Regions from separate parts of the Mus musculus genome. Here region 1 is linked to region 2. The links are chromatin contacts, called in public ChIA-PET maps. All regions are on one chromosome and are shown on one strand. Each heading gives the region's core, a stretch centred on a gene start, on an enhancer-like site or on the middle of the called end of the contact. The rest is flanking DNA. Distances are from core to core; before and after follow the strand shown. Region 1 overlaps Rap1gds1 (RAP1, GTP-GDP dissociation stimulator 1). Region 2 holds the start of Metap1 (methionyl aminopeptidase 1).

Region 1 (6,849 bases), core at 696-3,195, 550 kb after region 2:
TTCCATCACCTGAGTGCCAAGGTACTATCAAGACTATACGATAGTTCAGTAGTCTCCATAACTGCTGGTACCTTGATTAATTAATATAGAATATATATTATTCCTCTAAACACACTTACCTAAGGTGAAATTTAGCTTATAATTAAGAGATTAGCAATAACTAATAACAAAACAGAATAGTTAAAGCAAAAGATATATCAACGTGCTCTTATTCTCTCACAGTATCTTGCTGTTTACCCCTCTCCTTCTCTCTCTCTCTCTCCTTCTCTCTCTCTCTCTCTCTCTCTCTCTCTCTCTCTCTCTCGTGATGACAGATAGAACATTGCCTATATGGCAAGATAAAGTGAGGCTTAGCACTATCTGGCACAATACACTGTGATCCATCAGATCACGTTTCTGTTCACGTTCCCACCCACAAATTTAATGTCCTTTCTATTTTGTCACCTACTCCTCTCTAGCTTAGTTTAAGGTCTAACAGCACAACTAGCATTAAGTCTTTCCTTCTCCATAGCTTATGGGTGAAAAACAAGGTTGGTTGTTTCCACGGACCTTTGTAATAACGGCATACATTTTTTTTCTTTCTGTTCAGTGAGAACCCCTCCCTTTTCATCTAAAGGGGATACTTGGTGGGCTCTCTTTAGCATCATCAAATGGCAAACATTACCACTTTTGAGTTGGGGGCCATTACTAAGTAACATAAAGGCCATTTGAGGACAAGTAAGAAGATACTACCAGGGTCAACCTTTCAGAGAAGTTGACCTGACACAGCACTGAAAACTGAGGCAGCTCCTGAAGGCCAAGCGGCGGAAGCACACAGCACATGGGTGACTCTGTGTCAGGAGGAATGGAGCCATACCTTGTAATGCTGACATGAGTGCTAAGCACTCTCAAAGTTACAGGTTCTTTACTTAGAGAGCTTTCATATTTGTGCCCCTTAACCAACAGCAACTAGATCTGCTAATAATGAAGATTCTTACACATGACTGAGGACATCAGTTAACTTCACTCAATGACGTAACCGTATCGTACTAGAGCTTCACGTGGTCTTTACCGACAACAACTCAGTGTCGGAATGATCGCTATAAAATCAAATAAAATCTAAAAATCCTAAGAATTTTACTGTGGGTCACTGTGACATGAAAGGTCAATTTTTACAAGTACCTGCTGGATCCTTTTGATAGAGGTCAGTCTTCCTTTATTTGTAGGATGTTTATCTTCTGTATTGCTTTCTTTGACTGGTTTGTCTTTAGGACTCTAATTACATCACCTTTACAGAAATGATACTGATCTATCTTTGATATTAATCATGTCTTCTCTGATTCATTCTTTTTTTATTTTTTAATTTCAACCTTTTCTTTCCCATATTTTCAGCCACATTTAATTTACTATAAATTTCTTAAGTGCTTGTCACGTTCTTTCATTTCTTCTGGTCAACCCTAACTTTACATCTTCCTGGCCTTTACACACTTAGGTTTTAAAGTTTCTGACTCGGTTTTTCCTTTTTATGTTTTCAAAAGCTTACCTAATGATATTAGTAAAAGTTACAGTGGGTTGTTTGTTTTTGGTAACTGCTTCATAAATCGTTTTTATTGGGAAAAAGAATGTTTTTGGTAGCTAAGATATTTGGGTTTTGTTTGTTTTCTGCTTTCTTCTTTATATACCTCAGCAGAAATCTTGATTCAATGAGTAATTGAATACAACTTAAATACAGTAATGGTAAAGACCTGAGATGAATACCTAGACTTTCTTTCAAAACCTCTCACGTCTAACCAACCAAAAGGACTTAGTGTGTGTGATAGTTACTTGTCACGGACAACTTGACTGAATTTGCAATGATCAAGGAAGCTCAGAGGAACACCCCTTGCTATCTGAGAGGGTGCTTCAAGAGACAACAGAGCCAGGGTGAGAAGACACATTCTGGATGTGGGTAGCATCACCCCATGGGCTAAGTGGGAGTCAGACAGAAGAAAGGTGGGGGAAAGAAAAAGCTAGCTCAGCGTGCGTGCTTCCCCTCTCCTCCGTCCCCAGTCCTGCCCTGCTTCCCTTCCTGCTGCTGGCCCTCCCGACTGCTTGGCTTTTCATGCTTACATCACTGTGCTTCCTCTTTCTCCTCCTCCTCCTCCTCTTCCTCTTCCTCTTCATGATGGACTGGACCTTCTGATTCAAAAAAAATCAACTTTCCCTCTCTTGTTTCTGGCTGGTATTATGGTCATGGTTAACACAAAATTAATTAGTATTGCATGTCTTATAATCTTGTGCTATTCTTATTTCTATAGTCACTTAACTTCTTCTTGGTTCTTGCATTTCACCAGGCATCCAAGAGTTTCGAGTAACTCCTTCACTCCCCATAATAGTCCTCTTGATTGGCACGTGAGATCTGTGTGCCACCTTTGTCACAGGACCTTGCATATATCACTTGCATGCTCAAGTGATTCTTCAACCTGAAGCTCCTCCCCCCTCCAGCCTTTAACTGGAGCCACAAGCAAGCACCACTAAGCTTGGTTTCCCATGAACTTTTAAACAGCCAGTACTGCAATCTAGCCCAAGACAAAGGTCTAAAAAATGCCCTACCCAGTCTGGAGTTTCCTCTCTGAAGAAAAAGGAAATGGTGGTTCTCACCCTAGGGTGCATGGTTTCCTGTTCTGTTCTTACTGGGTAGTTTATGCAGTCTTGGCAAAAATCTCTCTAGAAAGTATCTTTAACTGAGTAAGCTACGCTTTTTTTTTTCTCCTAATAATGTGAAACCTATCTCCTAGTTTTGATGAAGGCACAGATATGTTTAATTGGTTTATCTTATTTCCTAAGTGAGCTGCATGGAGTTTTAACGACCATTATTAGGTGGAGGTCTTAAAGACTCACTTCATCAGAACTACCATGGCTTTTTACCTGACTTCTTTAGTTTAGCTGAGATGGTCATACATTACCTTTTTCTTTTGTTCTTTCCTACACTGATGTATGTGCACATATGCATGCCTTGTGCCCACAGAGGTCAGAAGAACTGGATCACATGAAACTGGAGTTTAGGGTGGTTATGAGGCCCATGTGAATGCTGGGAGCTGCATATGGGTCCTCTGCAGGAGCAACAAGTGCTTCTGTTTGAGGAGTCACCTCTTTAGCCCTCTTTCACATGTTCTTTTCTTTTCTTTTTTTTTTTTTTAAATGTGGGATGGTCTTTGAGGCTGTCAGATTCCCTGGAAGTAGAGTTTAGACAGTTGTGAGCTGCCATGTGATTGCTGGGAATTGAACTCAGGACCTCTGGAAGAGCAGATACTACTCTTAACTGCTGAGCCATCTCTCCAGCCCCTCACATATTCTTAAATGCTCTATTTCTTTGGTTAAAACAAAACAAAACAAAAAAAACCTATAGTATATCATTAGTATTAGCCATAAACATATAGCAAGCCATGGAAACAACAACTAAGAAATATAACATAAATAAAAATAAACAACTGAATTTAGCCTGCACAGAAAACAACTTCTATTTCTGCATTTGATAATGGGGAAGAAAAAAAGAGTGAAATTTATTCTAGACAATGCTATGAAAAAGTTAAACAATACTTTTTTTTCCATTTCTCCACATAGCAGCACATCATTAAGAGTAGATTTAGTGAAGCTTCTGATATCTGGTTTTTCAGTCCCTTATACAGAAGCAAGTTTTGCTACTACTAAAGGCATAGCACAGGCGAAGACTAACAAGACACACACATTCAGAGAAGTTGCATGAACAACTTGTACACAAAAGTACGTGCTTAGAATTACAGCCAGGTGGAAGTTTAAAAACAGTAGAATGAGCTGCAGGACACCTCTGGATCCTCTAGTAGTTTCTCTTGCAAGGTGACCGAGACCCCAAAATATTTGGATACCACAGGCTATTCACTGTTTTAAATTCCCAAATGAGAATGAAACACTGTAACCATACTAGAACTCAGCAAACACTTGCTGAAAGTCATGTAGCTATAAGCAGAATCAAATGAAACCAGAACAAACAGCCTGATTTCTTGGCTGGTGGCCTTCCTGTATTTACTAAAAATATTTAAAAAGTGAGATCAAAGCGTTTATATGAGTGAATGTTGTTAATTTAGATCAGAGATTTATACAGAGTACTTGCTTAAGCAAAATGTACTCCAGTGAGCATTCAAGTCTTCTAATTCTTACCTTTAAAAATTGACGTAGGTACTAAACCAATGAAGGGTGGGGCAAGCAAGAAGAAATCCACAACAAGGTGAAAAAAAAAATTCCGATGTCAGTAGCATGAAATAGCCAGTCAATAGAGTATTGTCCTCTACCTAACAGCTACTAACCATGTAAGCTACAATAAAGACTGGCCTGGCAAGATGAGATATGCCCAAGGTGGGAATATTGGCACAAAGGATATCAGGGGTAAACAAGTGCTGTCTGCTTAGATTTATGCCTGATACATAGAAGAGAACCTATGTGTGGAACTGTTAACTGACTTTAGAACTCAATACTGTGGGCCTCCTTGGCCCCAGCAGTGAACCTACTAGTGTTTTGCTAAACTGACTTAGTATCAAGCTCTCATTCCTCACCAAAGCAGTTTCTCTGTACAGCAAACGGTGTTTAATGCAGAAACTCACAACTGGCCAAAGCACAGAAATCAAGTGACTGTGGGATCCTTAGAGACCAATGGGACATGTGTGTTACTTCCTGTCCACCACAGCTCAGGGAACACTGGGAAGGAGAGGGCAGAAATGTTTCAGTGTCATAGGTTGGGAAGGACACAACAGGACTGATGTATTCAGGAACTCAAGGCACTGTGGTTACCTGCACAAGACCTGCTCAAGATCTTGCCAGCCAACATTCCAGAATGGAAGAAGAAAGGCTCACAAGCTCCAAGCCCTAGCTGAGAAGCTATGGGTAATTCATGGTCACTAGGGAAGGGAGAGTCAGTTTTCTTTATGGGTATATTTCCTGGTAGGTGGGAAACACTCCGGTGGACAGCCCCCCACCAATATGTATATGGATACTACAAAGTTGACTCCATCATTAAATTAAATGAAGATATGAAGTTGGGGGAGGATGTACCCTGCAGAAGTTAGGGGGAGGAACAGGGGTGAAAATGATCAAAATACATTGTATGGATGTGCAAAATTCTCCAAGAATTAATAAAAGGGAGCCCGGGATGGTGGTGTATAGTATTTAGAAAGCAGAGATAGTCAGATATTCAAATTCCAGGACAGCCATGACTGTTAGTGTGACCCTGTCTCAGCATTCTGTGAAAGAGGGTAAAATGGCGGCAAAGGTGTCTGAAAAGGTCACATGGATTCATACTAGTTATTTACCTAACATTACACACAGTACACATAGATATATATATAATTTAAATGGGATTATCTCACCTGGTGTGGCAATGCTTATCCCCCACCCCTAAGCCATACACTATTTAACAAACCCCCCCAGGATCAGACATGAGAAGCTCTGTATGAGCTGTTTGTCAGAGGAGTCCAAGAGACTCCCAAAACATTACAAGGTATTGTTCTTGTTGCCTCCTGGAGAATGAAGGTAAGTTCTTACTGCTAACGATACCATGTGCTTTGGGCACAGAACCCAGAGGATCTGAGCCTTATCTAACCTGAAAGCCTCTTCCCTGAGAGCCAGCTTTCATGGTACCAGAAGTTGCACGAAGGCTTCCAAGGGCAGGGAAGTCTACAACAGTCCTACACATTATGATGCTGATGGCCGGCATAGCATGATGACCCTAAAGGTATAATATAGTGACCAACTGCTCTCTAACTGGACTTAAGGCTTTCTCAACAATTGGGAAATCAATCACACCTTATACTGGAAGACTAACCAACTTCTTGGGGCTGGTGAAGTCATAAATCTGAAAGAACCTACAGCCACCACTTTTCTAAACTAGACTAATTCCTAAATGCCTTCTAAACATTTATTCTTAGCCAGGCGTGGTGGTGCACGCCATTAATCCCAGCACTTGGGAGGCAGAGGCAGGCGGATTTCTGAGTTCGAGGTCAGCCTGGTCTACAAAGTTCCAGGACAGCCAGGGCTACACAGGGAAACCCTGTCTTCAAACAAACAAACAAATAAATATTTATTCTTATTCTCACAAATAAGTGCAGCTTTAATGTCTCAAAAAAAAAAAAAGGCTTCTCTTTGCATAGATGGACACCATCATAAAAAATCACAACCAATAGTCAGAAAAACAAATGAAGGTGTGATGCCCAGCCTCAGCTGACTGACCTAAAACACAACTCCTGCAACCAAAGGCTCAGGGAACACAGTGGAAGAGGGAGCAGAAAGACTCTAGGGGCCATAGAAGCAGGAGTCTGCTGTGAGACTGTGTGTCTCCTAGAAATGTCACGATGCTACACCCACCATGTCTCAGCAACATGGCTGCCCAAACAAGACCTGAACAAGACAACACCAACAGGACAACACCAACAGATCTGCTAACATGGAAAAGGAAAACCTCACAGGGCCCTAAACCTAGACATAGAACTAGGGGCAACTAAGGAATGCTGAAAACAGGAGAAATAGTCTCCCCACAGGGTAGAGCCTCCATTTTATTAACCAACACCAAGGGATCAGCCCTGAAATCAGATACAACCAAGTAGCATACAGACAAGACATGTTTTATCTCTATATTTCAGAACGAATGTGAGAGAGCAGGGGGGAGAGGGGAGAGCTGAAGGAGGGAAAGGGAAAGGAAAGAATGATGTAATTATATTTTAATTGGAAAAACATAATTTGAAAATGTCTTTTTTAAAATCTAATTTCAGATATTTTTCAGGTATTTATAATATGCAGTTCAAATATTCCAGAGTCACACTGTACATACTTCAAAATGATATTTTCTTCAGTAATATGCTTTCT
Region 2 (6,740 bases), core at 3,008-5,507:
AATTTTAGCTGGGCGAGATGGAATATGTCTTTCACCCCAGCACTTGGGGCCTGAGTTCCAGCCTGGTCTACAGACTGAGTTCCAGAACAGCCAGGACTACACAAAGGAATCCTGCTTCAAAAAAACCAAAGAGAGAAGAGAAGAGAAGAGAAGAGAAGGGGAGGGGAGGGGAGGGGAGGGGAGGGGAGGGGAGGGGAGGGGAGGGGAGGAGAGGAGAGGAGAGGAGAGGAGAGGAGAGAAGAGAAGAGAAAAGAGAGAAAAGAGGGGAGGAAATAAAATTTTAGTTCAGTCAAAATCAACAGATACTTTGCCTAGCCTATCATCCATCCTTTAAAAAGATAACGCAAGTGTAGAATCCCACTTTCCACAACAGGCCCACTCCTTTCATCCTTCATGTAATGAACTGAGCACATATTGACACAAGGAACTTCAGAAAACACAACAATGAAAAAAACCTCAGCTCTGTCGGGCGGTGGTGGCGCACGCCTTTAATCCCAGCACTTGGGAGGCAGAGGCAGGCAGATTTCTGAGTTCGAGGCCAGCCTGGTCTACAAAGTGAGTTCCAGAACAGCCAGGGCTATACAGAGAAACCCTGTCTCGAAAAACAAAAAACAAAACAAAACAAAAAACCTTACAGGTGAAGAAAAAAAAGGTATAGACAACTGCTACTAATTTAGTAATACAAACATCACAACCTTTGGATAATGGGTCTTATTCCATTAAAGGAAGAAAATTTCTTAAACTGAAACAACTCAGATAAAAAGATTTTTTTTTATTAAATTTTGTTTTGTTTTGTTTTGTTTTGTTTTCTCAAGACAGGGTTTCTCTGTGTAGTCCTGGCTGTCCTGAAACTCACTCTGTAAACCAGGCTGGCCTCGAACTTGGAAATCCGCCTGCCTCTGCCTCCCGAGTGCTGGGATTAAAGGCGTTCACCACCACTGCCCGGCTATTAAAATTATTTTTATAGTTTACTTTTCTGGTTGGTGCCCTACCTATTCATTTCACCTATCAAAACCATATGATAGGAATTCTTAGTGCTCCCATTTTCAAAAGAAAATTCAAACCAGAAGTCACATGGACAATGTCACACCGCAGAGGTGCCGTTCTCCTTTTCAGATAGTTACTCATTCATTCAAATGTGCTGGCCACCGGCTGCCTACAAGTACAGTGACGGGAAGGAGCACTGGGCCATGAGGAGGATAGCTCACCTGATCGAGGACACTGCTTAACTGGTAAGGTAACTGCAGGCCATTACATGGTGCTATAAAAAGGTATAGTTTGGTTGGCTTGGTTTGGTTCCAAAGACAAGCTGGCCAATATTAGGGAACCGAAGAGTGAGAGGAGGGGAAGAAACCTGAAAAGAACACACCCGATGGTGAGGAAAAGCCTTAGGTTCAGCACCTTGTAACTGTGTTTAGGAAAAGTTACAGTGACTCCATCAAGGTGGGGCTGACAGAAGAGCTGTGACTCCAGAGGACACTATTTTGGGTAAGTAAAGAATATGGACACAGCCCTTACTACAGCAGGCGACCCGCCTCGTGTGAGAAGAGCTGCTCTAATGTGGACTCAGAACCTACAACAGTAAGAAGCTCATTACTGCATATGCAGGAGCCAACCGTGGGAAAGCCGACTCGGACACTCAGACCTAGTCTGGTCCTGTCTGAGTGGTTCGTCTATAAAGTGAGGAATTACAGTGGAGAGAGGAACTGCTACAACTGACTCAGTGACAAATTTCACAAGCTAGCCATGGGAGTGGGTATATTTGATTTCATGGCTATCAGTAATACTAGTATACACATACAGACTCCAGCACAGACTACACTCATAGAGATCTCGGATGCTCTACTCGTTCCAACAGAATGCCACCTATGCTCGATGGACAGTATGCTTTTAAGCATTTATATATTCCATAATTTGTAACTATGCTGTCTTCCCCACTTCTCTTTCCTCCCTCCAACCCTTCCCATAAACCTCCTTGCTCTTAATTTCATGGCCTCTATAACTTTGTAATTGTGTGTGTGTGTGTATGTGTTTGTGTGTGTGTGTGTGTGTGTGTGTTTGTAAACATATAAATATGACCTTCTCAGTCCATATAAGGATCCTAATGTGTATGTGATTTCTGAGCTGACCTCTTGGTACTGGATAATCAATTTGGGAGCTAGTGTCAGTACACATTAACCCATGCATGCCACCCAATGGTTTTTAAGATTTCATTTCTATTTTATGTGTATGGATGCTCTGCCTTCAAGTGTGCCTGTGCGCTATGTGCCTGGTGCCTGAGAAGTTTGTGAGAACCACGTGGTGCTGGGAACTGAACTTAGGTCCCCTCAAAGAGCAGAAAGTGCTCTTAACCACTGAGCCATCTCTCCAGCCCAGCCATTTTTTGTTCGTTTTCTTTCTCTTTTTTTGAGATAAGAGTCTCATTATTTAGCAAGGGCTGGCCTTAAAATTCACTAGGTAAACCAGGTTGGCCTAGTAGAGTTCTGCCAGCTTCTGCCTCCAAAGCACCGGGATTAAAGGTGTATGCCACCACACCTAGCGCCTCTCAACTTGAAACCCCTGAATACGAACTATATACATTGATCTAGTCAGATGGCACACAATTTTCATAGCAAATTTTTGTTTTAAATCCAGATTCCACACAGAACTCACTAAGTTAAACTGGAAAACATTAAAGCCACAAGAGGCCCTGCACCAGGTTAATAGCTCCAAGGCTATTTTCAGGTCTCTCTCCTCCAAGTGCAAAGCTTGGAAAGTGATGTCAGCAAGGTCAAGGGTCATATACTCTCTAAAGGCAAGATCATACAATAGTGAAGGACTCTTGCAATGGTTTACTACAATTGCTAAGGCTTTTAATCATTGGCTTCATCTTATTTTATCTTTCCATCTATTTTATCTTAGAAAATAGTTGGTTTTGCTATTTTCATATAACTATTCTTCCCCCCACCCCACCCCCGCCCCCACCCCAGAACCCTGGCCGTCCTGGAACTTGCTTGTACACCAGGCTGACCTAGAACTGACAGATTTGCCTGCCTGACTCCCAAGTGCTGCGATTAAAGGCATGTATCACTTACCACTGGTGACATAATTATTCTTCTTCAACTTTATCTAGATACCAGCATTAAATTGTAGTGGAATCCTTTAAAAAACAAAACGTCTCTAAATGATAGGGCTACAGGGTCTTCCTTAATTTCATTGTCAGCACAATCTTGTACAATACAGAATGAAAGGTACCCTCATTCTCTCTGTATAGAGTAACACTGAAACTGGGGAACTTAAGTAATTTCACTTACTCAAGCTCTCAGAAAAACTAGCATGCCAAGGTCTTTGGCCTATTAACTCCCCTCTCCCAGGAACCTGTCAGTTTATTACCAACGTACTTATATTCTTCTCCTCAACAAATTGTAACTAAGAGCCTAATAACCATCTACTACTTGCCTTGCCATTATTCTGAGTCTAGAAACGCGATGGGACACAAATACTGTTCAATAAATACACACTTCTGTCAGGGCCCCACTCAGTGCTAGGTTTGCTCAGTTGCACAAAAACTACGTCGGAGCCTTGAAGCACAACCCCTGCGGGACTGTCCTTTCTACTCCAGGAACTTCAGTAACAGAAGTGACTCATCTCTTTACCTTACCGGTTCTCAAATTAATAATCTGAGATGCCAACGGAAAAGAATGAATTACACCGACCTCTCTCCACGCCTACACTCAAAGTTACTTAAATGTCAAAGCGCGGTAGTAAAACACAAAAGAAGTGAGACTGAAACAGCTCTCCTCTACGGGAGACTGCAGCCACCCCCAGGCCCCGGCAGGTCGCTTCCGTCTCCGTCCGGGATTGCAGAGACACCGGAGAGAAGCCCCGGGAGCGCGGCCAGCGGCGTCCAGACCCGACCCCGGCTCGGCGGAGGTCTTGGGCTACCGGCTCCCGCGCGTCCCTACCTGCGCACACACCTGGCCGCCCACGGGACCGCGGAGGCCTGGCCCGAACCCGCCGCAGGTCAGCTTCCGCCCCCGAGAGCGCCGGCGGCCGGGCTCCCGGCTCCCGAGGCCCGGGCCGCTCGGAGGCCCGAGCGGGAGGCGACAAGGCCCAGAGGCGGAGGACCGGAGGGGCGCGGGGTGGGCGGCTACCTGCGAGCAGAAGTACGAGCCCTGGATGCCCAGCTTGATGCAGGTGGGACACTGGAGCTTGGCCTCGCTGCTGCAGCCGTCCGTCTCGCACACCCGCGTCTCCACCGCCGCCATGCTGCCTGGCTGCCGGAGGAGGGAGGAACCGCCACAGGGCGGGGAGAGGGACCCAGCCGGGGAGGAGCTCCGATGGCAGGCCTAGGCGCCGGACCGGGAGGACCAGGGCCCGCCCCTACGCAGCGCGCCCCCGCCCCCCTCCGCGCACGCGCGGCCAGGGCCCCGCCCCTTAGCGCGCGCTCACCTGCTGCCCCGCCCCTCCCTCCGGTTCGGCCGACCCCCCGCCCTGACAGCCACGCCCTCTCCGCGCACGCGTAGTGGCGACCCGCCCGGCAGCCTTTACGCCGCCTCCCCTGCCCCGCCCCAAGGCTTGCGGTGGCGGCGACGCCACGTGGGGTCAGCGGAGATCCTACACCCCATGACGTTGGGACCCCGAGCGTGAAATTCTTGAGCCTTCGGTGTTTCATTCACTCGCAGGTGGTTGGGAAGGGCGTGGATTCCTCAGTTTGGTTCGCCGGGAGCTTCTTGGGGACTAATTCCCTTTTCTGAGTTCCGCTTCTCTCTGCCAGTGTTCTCCTCAAAATAAAAAAGAAAGAAAAAATTACGCTCATTCTTAAAAAAATATCAATGGACCGAGATGGGACTGAAATACGCTCTTCCTCATGTCTTTCCACACCCCGCTATTGAAATACATAGCGCTAGTAGCTGCCAGATAGTTCAATATCGATGATTTAAAATATATATATATTATCTGATTTTATAGTTTGAGCGAATTCCACCAATCAAGAATTGAGGGGGGTTAGCCGGGTAGTGGTAGCGCATGCCAAACTTTAAACCTAGCACTCAGATCTAGAGGCAGGCAGATCTCTCTGAGTTGGAGGCCAGCCTGGTCTACAGAGTAAGTTCTTGGATAGCCAGGGTTACCCATAGAAACCCTGTCTCAGAAAACAAACCAAAAGAGAAAAGAAAAGAAATGCGAGAATTAAAAGGCTCTAGAGTTTATCAGATACAACCCGGTAGCCTAAATCTTTCAAACACATAATCAGTAGACAACAACTGCCGTTTTCTATTTTTTTTTTTTGTTTGTTTGTTGCTAGAGGAATGCTGTGACTTTTAAAAAAATCTTTTCCACCTTAATACACCAGAAAAGCTCATGTTTTCTTGAATAACTTTTCCTGTATAACCAACCACTGTAAACTTTTAATAAAAATGTATACATTTAAGAAAATTAGTGACTGCATATGTGTATATGTTTGTATATGACATCTAACTGTATAAATCCCAGCTTCCTAAACTGTGGCTCTCAACTTCTAAATATGGAGTAACAAAATTTTTGGCAATAGTAAGCAGTTTTTGACAGCCTAACAACCAAAAGTTATTTCAGAATTAAACGCAACACTCAGCATGTGCATTGGACTTCTCTGCAGTCTGATCCTGCATCCACTGCACGTACACTCTGTATTGCGGGTGCTGTCACATAGGCAGTGACAAACACATCCTGGTTTCTTTACAGAAGACAGAGACATCTAGTATTCTTCTGTCATTCTTCATTATGTATCCAATCAGGTTGTCTTTGGATTGAGTTAGCCTCAATAGCAGCAATCCTATAGTGGCTAGAACTCTGCATAGAGAATTGAATATTTGCGTCCAGGCATTGCTGTTTTGAGTTACTGACTTTAATTTCATTTTGAAAAAGTTATTAAGTGGTCTTTGGTTTGGATTGAACAGAATTTCCAACAATTTTTTAAACAGACAAAAAGAGACTTCTGCTATTTGAACCATGAGAAACAGCGTTCTCAACATTGACAACTATAAATCAAGATACTAATCAAACCGGGCGTGGTGGCACACGCCTTTAATCCCAGCACTCAGGAGGCAGAGGCAGGCGGATCTCTGAGTTTGAGGCCAGCCTGGTCTACAGAGTGAGTTCCAGGACAGTCAGGGCTACACAGAGGAACCCTGTCTCGAAAAACCAAAAAAAAAAAAAAAAAGATACTAATCAACTATGAAAAACTAAAGATACTTTATGACCTATAGTGTCAAATATTCTACCAAGCTTCCTTCCCTCTCCCCCACTCTCTTCTCTCTCTCTCTCTCTCTCTCTCCCCCCCCCCCATTGTTGTTCTTTGGTTTTTCTAGACAGGGTTTCCTCTCTGTAGTCCTGGTCCTGGCTGTCCTGTAACTTGCTCTGTAGACCAGGTTGGCCTCCAACTCACAGAGATCCACTTCTGCCTCCTGAGTGCTGGGATTAAAGGCAAGAGCTACTACACCCAGTTCTAGATTTCTTTATGTAGAATAAACAAGCACACATGTCTCAATAGAGCAAATTTGCTCTTATCTTTAATAAAAGGTATTATGTTAAATTTTTCTAGGGGCTGGAGAGATGGCTCAGCACTTAAGAGAGCTTCCTGCTCTTGCAGAGGACCTGAGTTCAGTTCTCAGCACCTGTGTCAGGTAGCTCACAACCACTGTGACTGTAGCCCCTGGGGGTCCTTCTCCCTCTTCTGCTGCCCATGGTCATCTGTACACACACAGATACTCACACAGATACAT

What was found. ChIA-PET counts read pairs in DNA pulled down with a chosen protein or histone mark.
Region 1: a contact with region 2 is called in an RNA polymerase II ChIA-PET map of memory CD8 T cells, with 13 read pairs. The contact joins the enhancer-like site here to the promoter of Metap1 in region 2. A contact is called at or near these places in 5 of 115 datasets of contacts at active chromatin or transcription factors (bone marrow-derived macrophages, cardiomyocytes, embryonic hindbrain and 2 more).

The regions. Positions count from the first base shown.
Region 1 is chr3:139,040,111-139,046,959 of GRCm38.p6, forward strand. All of the region lies in intron 2 of Rap1gds1 (RAP1, GTP-GDP dissociation stimulator 1), which reads right to left. Among named protein-coding and RNA genes, the nearest start is that of Rap1gds1, 32 kb to the right of the region's middle. Within about 2 kb of position 1,946, at least 138 of the 459 cell types and tissues checked have an H3K27ac peak or open chromatin away from gene starts, as enhancers often do. A contact at or near this core is called in bone marrow-derived macrophages and memory CD8 T cells, where this site is marked.
Region 2 is chr3:138,485,125-138,491,864 of GRCm38.p6, forward strand. It overlaps Metap1 (methionyl aminopeptidase 1), which reads right to left and starts at 4,258. Exons shown (of 11, transcript NM_175224.4): 1 at 4,134-4,258. The coding sequence starts at 4,247. Gm32553 (a long non-coding RNA gene) reads right to left here and starts at 2,937. Exons shown (of 2, transcript XR_001784010.2): 1 at 1,209-2,937; 2 at 1-111.